2 separate regions of the Mus musculus genome follow, and region 2 is linked to region 1. Evidence: chromatin contacts called from public Hi-C data. All regions are on one chromosome and are shown on one strand. The core of a region is the stretch at or near the end of the contact, and the rest is flanking DNA. Distances in the headings are between cores, read along the strand shown.

Region 1 (5,375 bases), core at 933-3,432:
TGTCCTGGAGCTCACTTTGTAGACCAGGCTGGCCTCGAACTCAGAAATCCGCCTGCCTCTGCCTCCCGAGTGCTGGGATTAAAGGCGTGCACCACCACACCCGGCTCTTAATCATACTCTTATTTTTAAAAACGCTTAACTTGGGTCTGGAGAGATGGCTCAGCAGTTAAGAGTACCGACTGCTCTTCCGAAGGTCCTGAGTTCAAATACCAGCAACCACATGGTGGCTCACAAACACCTGGAATGTCTGAAGACAGCTACGATGTACTTACATATAATAAATTAATTAATTTTAAAAAACACTTAACTTTATTCTTACGTGTGAGTGTGTGTGTGTGTGTGTGTGTGTGTGTGTGTGTGTGTGTGTGTGTGTATGTGTGTGTGTTCCACATGTGTGCAGGTACCTGTGGAAGCCAGAAGAGGGAGTCAGATCCCCTTGAGCTAGAGTTACAAATAACCATGATTGGCCTGACCCGGGGCTGGGCCTCATACTTGGGTCCTCTGGAAGAGCAGCAGTCCTAGTCACTGAGCTGTCTTCCAGGCCCCTCTAGCATACTCTGGACATTTCTTTACATGACATAGATAACTCAGCTACCTCCTTTTTCACACCAGGTCATAACCATATACACAAAGACTTCAAGAAGAATAACGAATTCAAAAGATATTTCTTGTTCTTGAAAAACTCTAATGTGTTGATATGTAGAGAAGACCCTTTGCAGCAGATAAGTAACATTTCGAACTGACTTCATATTGGAAACTGGAGGGCAGGCTCCATTTTTTGATGTGTGGAAACTATTTAAATTTTTAAATTCTTTTTTTTTTATTCTCTTTACATTTAATTGAACCTGAGTTTCTACTGTTTATACAATTGCAACAATTTAACTACTGTTAATACAATTTAGTTTCTTCCCACTTAAAATTCTCCATCAACCAAATATTATGGGATGCTTTACTTACACTTTTGTTCTAGCTTTGTCTTATTGTGTAGCTCTGGCTGGTTTTCAAACGCCCAGTGTAAACAAGGCTCAGACTCACAGGATCCACTTGCCTCTGTCTTCCAGTACTGGAATTACATGCTTTGTTCTGTTTTGTTTTTAAAGGATTTATTTATTTTATGTATATGAGTACACTATAACTGTCTTCAGACACACCAGAAGAGGGCAACTGATCCCATTATAGATGGCTGTGAGCCACCACGTGGTTGCTGGGAATTGAACTCATGACCTCTGGAAGAGCAGTCAGTGCTCTTAACCACTGAGTCATCTCTCCAGCCTGTTAAAGGGTTTTTAAAAAAGCAATAGTTAGAAACATTTCTTACTACCTGATTTATGTTTGATAGAAACTGCTTTGCTCTTCTCTCTGTGTCAAATCAGAAGGTTCTGTGCCACCTCTAGATCACCTTGTATGATCAGGGGCTTTTCAAACATATTTCGTGATCCACAAGGGTCTGTGTATATTCTGGAGAGAGGAGCTTTTTCTCAGAGGATTCATGCTTGTATGCGCTGTAGACTCTATTGTTATAGAATGGTCACCCCCCAGAGCCACGCTGCAGGACTGCAGTTGATTCAGACCCAGTTCCTCCAGAGGCTCCTCACTGCCCCTGCAGAGCAAACTGGCCTTTAGTGCAAACTACAGTTTTGTGTAAAAGGTTCTCTGACTCCACAGGGCAGATCTACCTAGGGGTCCTAATACAATACAGATCTCTGGGAGGATCCCTAGAGACTCTTGTTCAGTGAATCTAACAACTGTCAGAAATCTACATCTCTAACAAGCATCCTTAGTTAAATTGGGGTACTGGTGTGCTACTGATCGGTGGACATTTTGAAAGATGCTTATTATTGGGGAGGGAGGAACACCTCTCCCTTCTTATAACAAGCTCTATTTTGAGACCCTAAAAACTTCATTCATCGAATCAAACATTTGCTTAAGCCAAACACCTTAGAGTCATAAGAAGTACTAGCCATGATTACACCAAAATTATGTGTTATCTGAAATTCACATTTAGCTGGGCTTTCTCTATCTTTTCTGGCACAAGACAGGAGACATTGTATGTGAGGCAAGCCAAGCTTGAGATGGAGCTGAAGGTTGCGTGGGAGGTACTCTTGAGATGTACACATGTCAAACGCTGGAGAAAGAAATTTATTTCTGGTCCCAGGAGCCCCAGCCAATCATAGGTGCCTGCCAGAAAAAACTCAAAGCTGCTCTAACAGTGGGGCTGATGTAACCCAGACTCTGTATTCAGCTCCAATCTAGCACTGTGTATAAACTGCCACTTGGGATGCAGTCCTCTGTGGCTGAGGGCCACTGTGGCACCAGCTGAAGGGACTCTGCTGATGAGATTCCCAGCAGCCAGATAAGTCCTTCCTGGAAGGGGATCCATTTTCCTTGAAGGCAGTGGATCTCGGTGTGTACTCTAACTCTGAGATCTAGAAATGGAGACAGTGTGGGTTCTAGACATTAAAAATGCATGCAATTGTATTTTCTGCTTGAGAGGGAACGGTAAATACCTGGATATGGTGGCTACACTGATTTGGCAGGAAGCCTCTGGCCTACAATGATGTACCGCCACAGGGCTTTCCTGAGCTGGTTCACAATGGGTATTTTTTTGTAGATACCGACATTGTCACCCCCCCACAGCACAGCCCGGAAAAGAAGAATTCTGAGAGTGAATGAGTGACTCACAGGGAAGCCTCCAGAGCGGAATAAATAAATAAATAAATAAATAAGGTAGAAGAGAAGCAAAAATTTCTAGCTAATCATGGGGGTGCCAGATTCAATTATACCTAAGATGTGCAGGACAGTTTGCCTATAACTGTCTCAGGATTACCTTGCCTCCTATTTCCTATTCATTCACTCATTCATTCATTCATTCATTTATTTATTCATTCACAAATGCTAATTGATGATCATAAGTACTCTTACTTCCCGCAGGAGAGGATTTCTAAGAAACCTGTTGTATAATTTGAGTGAAGAAGAAGAAGCTGTTCATATTCTCTTAAACTTTTCAATCCATGCTTTTCTTTGAGATAGGCATTCCAGTTTCTCTCTCCTCTACGTCAATAATTTATTAAAAAAAAAAAAAAAAAAGGACTGGTTCCCATAGCAACTTCAAAGGTTAACAGCCCCAGCTAGGCCAGCAAGATTTTCAGAAACCGTTTATCATAGCATCTCCGGGGTTTCTAAGAGGGGTGAGGGGAATCTGTTTAAAACATTTAAGAGCAAAACACAGTGAGGGAATAAACAAGTGCACACATGGACACCTTTGCTGGCCCACTGTTGGGCTTCCTGAATGCTGGTGCCTTATTACAGTGCAGAAAGAGGGAGAGAATCCATTGAAAGTTGTGGACCCAACAATATACTGCATGATGCAGAGTTAGAGGAGAGACAGCCCTTCTCATACAGACTTTTTTTTTTTTTTTTTTGGCAATAAAGTTTCAAGGGGTTGCAGCTGAGTATGGCAGCTCACACCTATAATCTTGGGACTCAGGAGGAAGAGAACAAGGCTTTGAATCCTGGATAAGTGTGACAGAATAGGAGAACCTAGTTGGTAGCAAGATATACAAAGTTTAAATAGATGTCAGATGTAGTTAGCTGTGTCCCATAGAAGTGCCTCTAAAAGTCTTGATAGATAAAGAATGCTAAAGAATGGAAAGTTTAGGGGCTGGAGAGATGGATCAGTGGTTAAGAGCACTGACTGCTCTTCCAAAGGTCCTGAGTTCAAATCCCAGCAACCACATGGTGGCTCACAAACACCTGTAATGAGATCTGATGCCCTCTTCTGGTGTGTCTGAAGACAGCTACAGTGTACTTATCTATAATAATAAATAAATCTTAAAAAAAAAAAGAAGAATGGAAAGTTTCTGCCTATTTTAAGACAGATTGCTTGGAGAGGTCTTGTGGTCTTTGCTCTGACTTGAGACAAAGTCAGCTGAATGGCCTTAAGCTACCCCACCATAAAGGTAGAATGGTTGGCCCCTACTGATTTGGCTTGGAGTCCCTACCCTGTGATGGTGACAAGGCTCTGTCTGCCAAGAATGTAGGGGAAGAGCTAGAGACTTCTTTTATAGCAATTGAACATTTGAGAGCTCGCTCTTTTGGCTTTTTTTCCCCTTTCTTTCTTTTTTGAGACAGGGTCTCTCTACATAGCCCTGGATGTCCTAGAATTCCTTCTGTAGACCTGGCTGGGCCTCAAAACCACAGAGATCCATCTTCCTCTGCTTACTGAGTGCTGAGACTAGAGACATAGGCCACCACACCCTGCTAATTTATTTATCTTTTGTTTTGTTTTGTTTTTTTGTGGTTTTTTTGTTTTGTTTTGTTTTTGTTTTTCAAGACAGCATTTCTCTGTATAGCCCTGGCTGTCCTGGAACTCACTTTGTAGACCAGGCTGGTCTCGAACTCAGAAATCCACCTGCCTCTGCCTCCCGAGTGCTGGGATTAAAGGCATGCGTCACCACCCTTGGCAATTTATCTTTGAGTCTTTTGGTCCTAAACAAACGTCTTTGCCAGTTGATGGTTTGGTTGAATGTTACCTTTTGCTTAAAAGACTATTCAGCTACCTTGTAGCTCGACAAAAGTAAACTAATACATGTGTGGGTCAATTGTCCTTGTTCCAGCCATCATTCATTATGCAGTATCATTCCATCATGGGTACTGTTCATCAGACAGTGACTCTAGATATCAAGTGATGACAATCCTCCATTGTTCTTCAAAATGCTCTCAGTTCTTCTAGTACTCAACCAGGGTCTCAAATCAGATACTCTGCACAGCAGATATTTACATTACAATTCATAACAGTGGCAAAATTACAGTTATGAAGTAGCAATGAAATCATACTCTTATGGTTGGGAGTCACTGCAAGATGAGGAATTGTATTAAAGGGTCACAGTATTAGGAAAGCTGAGAACCACTGGTCTAGCTCCTTGTATTTCTATGAACAGTTTGGCAGTAGATCACTAACTACTGTAGTGAGCCTTGCTGATTTTTGAAAGGGGATGAATCAAGTCTCGATGGTTTAATTTGGAGAGAATTGCCATTTCGACAGTATTGAGTCCTTCAGTGCATGAACATGCTGCCTTTCTGCTTTAGATGATGGGTTTAAATACCCCAGGGGGACATTCCAGAGAACCAGGGGAGCATTTTAGCTGCTGACCTTCATGGGTGAAGGACAGCTTACCATTGCCAGCTCAAGGTCACCCTCTTCTGTCAGTGTAGTGAAGTACAGTTCCCAGGAGAAGGCTTTCCCCCTCTCATTTATATTTAAGGGGAGATCACTTTAATGTTGTGTGCACGCTTGCCATGACTAAGTCACGCCATGACACTTGTTGGCAGGGCAGAAGACACCCGGTGGGAGTAGATTCTCTCTTTCCACCATG
Region 2 (5,375 bases), core at 2,057-4,556, 150 kb before region 1:
ATATTTTAATCCCAGACGTGTATAGCATGCTCTGGGTCACATGTGTTTTCCCCAGATGATTTTCTTTCCACTCCCTGGATTTTCCATACTCAGTAATATTATATAGTTTAAACTTACAATGAAGTCATCAAAACAGAGTCTCTCCTTGCTTCTGCCTCTTTTGATTCTGAATAAAGAACCCACACTGTTTAAATACTACAATGTAGCTAGTTGCTCCTACCAAGAAATACAAATACACAATTGCCAGCTGACTTCTGGGTGAGGGTGTACCCACAGACCCCCTTTAAAAGAGACCTTTCACAGTTACTGTGAGCGGTGGGTGGTGGAGGCTGTGGCCAGAGCACTCTCGCCACCAAGCAGAGAGATACAACAGGTCTCAGGCACACTGATAATGAACCTGGCTGACATGAACTGGCCAGTCCTATCTATTAGCCCTATGAAGATTGGCGACACTGCTTTTTTTCCCCAGGTGCTTGGCTCTCACCCTTGTGCTCCCGACCTCACTGAAGGGATACCACCATCTGGGTTGGGGGGTGGGGAGGACATTTGTAAACCTTTGCACCTTAAAGCTAGAGGGCAGAGTTTATATTATATTCCAAATTTGGAGCAGAAGCTGGGGGAGGGGGGAGCTGAAATCATCGTTGTATACTACATACCCCAGGCCCGCCAACTGGCTGGCTGGTGGGGTTCTAAGAAAGGTCTGTAACCTCTGCAAGGGGCAGCCACTGTACTTCTGGGCAGAAGACCTTGAGACCTCAGAGACCTCAGCTACCTTCACTGCAATGAAGAGAAGTTACATTCTTTTCCTGCTATACTGCTGGGTCTACAAAAGCCCAATGCTAGCTAATATGTGTTGAATTCTTACTTTATAGTAGGTGGTGTTCTCAATACTTTGTGTGAATTATCCCATTCGATTTCACAACCTGTTACATAAGTAACACTACTACCCTCCACTGTGTACACTGGGGAGTTTCAGCCACATATTTTGAAGGAGGCCACACCAGTTATTAGCAGTGGAGCCAGGATATAAACAGTCTAAGCAACTTGCCTCTAGAACCCAAACGTATAAAATGGGGATGAGGAAAAATCAAGAATTATATATTTTTTTCACATCTAAATCTGAGGATCAAAGATCAAACATAGCGTATCTTAGGATGAAATCTCTCTCTCTCTCTCTCTCTCTCTCTCTCTCTCTCTCTCTCTCTCTCTCTCACACACACACACACACACACACACACACACACACACAAATTCCTCCCTTCATATAAAATATAAGGCAGAGTCCCATATAGAAAGCAAGTAATCACAGGACCACGCAAGAGACACAGAATGAAAGGCTGAGGTCTCCACTGCTGGTGCCTCACTCATCAGACTAAGGTGCCAAACTCTCCTAGAAAACTGTTAAAAACAGACGACAAACAACAACAACAACAACAACAAAAACCCTGGTCTGAATAATTATCTCCCAGAAGCCTGGCAGCACACCATCACCAACAAAATCAAAAGAAAAGACTGCCGGTCATTGAAAGACCTAAGAGACCCTGATCCCCACCCGGACACTAAACATCTCCAGTCTGAGGAGCAAAGGGGCCGAGGGAGGTGGAATTCCGGGCTGGAAGTCTCCTTCAGAATAGGCAAATCCAATAAACAGGCAGGGGTGGGCCAGCAGAGCCTGGGCGGGGAGGGGCACCCGGGCCAGCAGCCTGTGGTGAGGAGAGAGGTTCAGCAGGAGCAGAGGTTGGGGAAGGGGTGCGTGCCTCTAGTCACCCAGCCTGTCCCTCAGGCTGCAGCTGTCAAGCACAGTGACAGAAGAATAACAAGAACTTAACAGGACTTCAAAAATCAGTGTCTGAAGGGAAAACAAAGCAGATACATGCCCTTCTCACCAAATCAAACACTGCCTCTCCCTTACACACAGAGGCAGGACTCTGCAGAAGTGCCTGCTTTGGGAACCCTGAGGCTCCCAGTGAAGAGCGCAAGGAGACTTGGACCCACCACACAGCTGTGCCTGCGATAGCCGTGGGACCCTGGGCAAGATACCTAACCAATTAGCGTCTCTGATGGGCTTCCAGGCTGGTTCTAGGGAAGAATTCATTTTCTTGCCTTTTCTCTACCCTTCAGACTGGAACCAAACTCAAACACCCACACAGGCTGTGACAATATTTCACCAGCTCTCTGCCTGCATCCTTGACCTCTTTTTACATCACCTCTCTCTACAAATAATGGCCCTCCATCTCCCTTTTATAGGGGTTGTGTGATTAGACTGAACCCACACAGAAATCCAGAATCATGTCTTACTTTAAACTCATCTGCAGGGTCCATTTGGTCATCTAAAGTGGTATATCCACAGATTCCAGAGACTCACTCTTGAGTATCCCTGACCTCCCACATACACCTCCCAAACTACAGACTTTCACAGCCAAGAAACCACAATGTTAGGAGCGAACTTGTTAGTACATGTGAGGGCCTCTGCAAAGCTGCAAAGTGCTTCAGATGAATCTTCTTACTCACGCCTCAGTGCAACCCTGAGAAATTATTTTTATTACCTTACAAAAACAATTGTTTGTCCAGGGTTATAGAACTGGCTGGGGGCAAGATTTAACCAGGTAAGTTTCATCTGAAGTCTCTGCCTTTGATCAAAGGGGTGTCTGAACATATCCTTTCAGCCATGATAACTGGTTGGGAGAAAACACAAAGAGTGTTAAGAGACTTCAAGAGGAACTTGTGTTCCCTGGCTAGAGACAGGGTCCTGCAGAGTCCTGGGAAAAAGAAACACGCAGAGAGCAGAGTACTGAGAACATATCCTCGTGTGCAAAAGAGAGGATATGCTTACCAAAAGTCAAGAAGAAACCACCGAAACCTGAGATTTCAGAGGGGAAGGAGGTATAAGAAGTCCATTCCTATCTCTAGCTAGAATAACCCCACAGCTCCATCTGACCTTATAGAACGAATTCATGTGAATTCCTGGAGAGACTTCCTATTGAGTCAGGTGGATCTGGACCCTATGAAAAGGTCTGAAAAGCCTGGGGACCCTGGTGGGACAGCAAAATGGTCCTGTCATCACTAAGCTTGCTTTACACTAAAGCTAAGCCATCCCCTGCACCACAACAGTTATGGATACGCAAGTCCCCATGTGCCACAGGATTCAACACAGTCCAGTGGTGTCTCTGGTATCCACAATGAATGACCTCTCTTCTTTCAGTTCCCATATAGCCAAATGGCTACAATTCAAGAATGGCTGGCAAACAGAGAGAAGGGTCAAACCACACAATTGTTTTGCATGCCTGATGGGGTGGCTTGAGTAGTCAAAGCTTTGAAACCTCAACCACTAAACAAGTTAGATATAGCCTTATCTGAAACTTCCCAATGAACTGAGTGAACGCTATTAAGTTTGACCCAGTTGCATGTATGGATCATGAGCTCAAAGTCAGGTGCAGGATGGCACAGAAGTCGAGGGAATAGATTCTGGAGACAGCCTGATTTGATTGAGTCTGGCTGTGACTCAAAACACATTCATCTTCTGTTACCTATATTTTCTCGTCTTCAAAATGGACTTAATAATAGAAGTCTATATTCCTCAGTAGAAACTGAGAAACTAGCCACCATGTAGAAGTCATTTTGATGGTGTCCACATAAGGTGGTGGTTCTCAACCTCCCTAATGCTGCGTCTCTTTCATTCAGTTACTCTGGTTGTGGGGACTCCCCTCAACCATAAAATTATTTTTGTTGCTTCATAACTATAATTCTGCTACTGTTATAAGAAGTAATGTAAATATTTTTGGAGACAGGGGTTTTCCAAAGGAGCGTGATCTACAGGCTGAGACCCACTGACGTAGGAGTGCATAAATCCAGTATTACATAGCTCCACTGTTCACTATTTCTGAAGTAAAGATGTATGAAGTTGTTACTAGCTAAGGAAAGGAGAGACTATTGCAAAGTCACATGAGGCCAGACCAAGTTTTGTCGCCAAACCTAAATGCACGGAAGGATACAGGTAAGGGATGATGGCTAGCACTTATGCCCTATGTCATACAAATGGAAGAAGCTAACAGATGAAGTGCTTGGCACACTGTCTAGTGTTGTTTCATCAACACAGACAGGGGATTATAAATGGGAAACTCTAAATTTACAGTTAAATTTCATTTGGAGATTAACTCTGTGGAAACAATTCTCTAGGGCAGGCATTTCTGAGATGATAGCAGGGCCCCGTGTTTGCACTGTCTACCAGCCACATGTAGCATCCAAGCACTTAGATGTGGTTAATTTCATTTATTTTAACTCATTTAAACTTAACCATATGTGCCTAGTGGCTACCATATTGACAATACAGCCACAGAGAGCTATCCTCCTGATCTGGCCCATGAAAACCTACTTAAGCCGTAACTCAACCGAATTAACTTTGAATTAACAAGCCCGAGTTCTTCATCCAGGAAGCCAAGGGGATAAGCAAGAGTCTTAACTTCCTTGCCAGGCCCCACAGCTGGTACACTTGGATGTATCCTTCCTCTTTTTCCATTCCCCATCTCATCAATCTGTAGCTCCCATCTTCTCCACCCAAGGTTCATGAAGCTACATACTTCTCTACATCCCATCAGTATCTTCCATCACTTATCAGGTAGCCCCCAAGGAAAGTGTAAGAGCTGGGACGGAAACAGTTGTCCCGTGAAGGCTGCTTGTGGAAGGCAGGGACTGCCAACACACACACACACACACACACACACACACACACACACACAGAGAGAGAGAGAGAGAGAGAGAGAGAGAGAGAGAGAGAGAACAGCCATACTTTACGAAAATGTCCCCTCTACTTAGAAAACCTTTTAATGTGCCCCAATCCCTTTCAGTTTTCCTTTATCCATTTCAAAGTTTGTAACCAACTGCACACACCATCCAAGAGCTATCCAGTATAAGATGAAAGATCAAAGAAACTTGAGACGGAGAAAAGGAAAAGAAAACCAGCCACCTTCATTGGACGCTAGCTTCGCCCCATCTGCTAAAGTATAAAATTTTTATGACAAAGGTCAAACTGGAACCCATCCAGGAGCTTGTCTTACTAGAAGGACTGGATAAAAATGTCCCTCCAGCTTAATCTCGCCTTTTACCTGGTCTGGAGCCAAAGAGGACCAGGAGGCGCTCCTAAGCAGAAAGTAAATTTCCCCCCTGGAGGCTGTAAGTGAAGGATGTATGGATGGTAAATGCTTCTCTAAATCCTTGTGGTTACATTAATTCCTCTAAAATAAAGCTTTACTTTGTACAAACCAGAGTCTTAACGTTTAATGCCTGCCCACAATTATTTCTAGAGAGCCTCCAAGGTGTAGGGATCAGGCCAGGAAAGTCTCAGCAAATACCGTGGGCGAGAAAAACGTGCTATTTGC

Evidence for each region. A called contact is a pair of places that touch in the nucleus more often than the background predicts.
Region 2: a Hi-C map of the N1E-115 cell line shows a contact between it and region 1, with 4 times the contacts expected there. A contact is called at or near these places in 1 of 484 Hi-C or Micro-C datasets (the N1E-115 cell line) and 1 of 9 other capture datasets (liver).

The regions. Positions count from the first base shown.
Region 1 is chr19:38,329,253-38,334,627 of GRCm38.p6, reverse strand. No RefSeq gene overlaps it. Among named protein-coding and RNA genes, the nearest start is that of Gm9886, 4.6 kb to the right of the region's middle.
Region 2 is chr19:38,482,667-38,488,041 of GRCm38.p6, reverse strand. It overlaps a transcript of Plce1 not described here. Among named protein-coding and RNA genes, the nearest start is that of Gm46666, 27 kb to the right of the region's middle.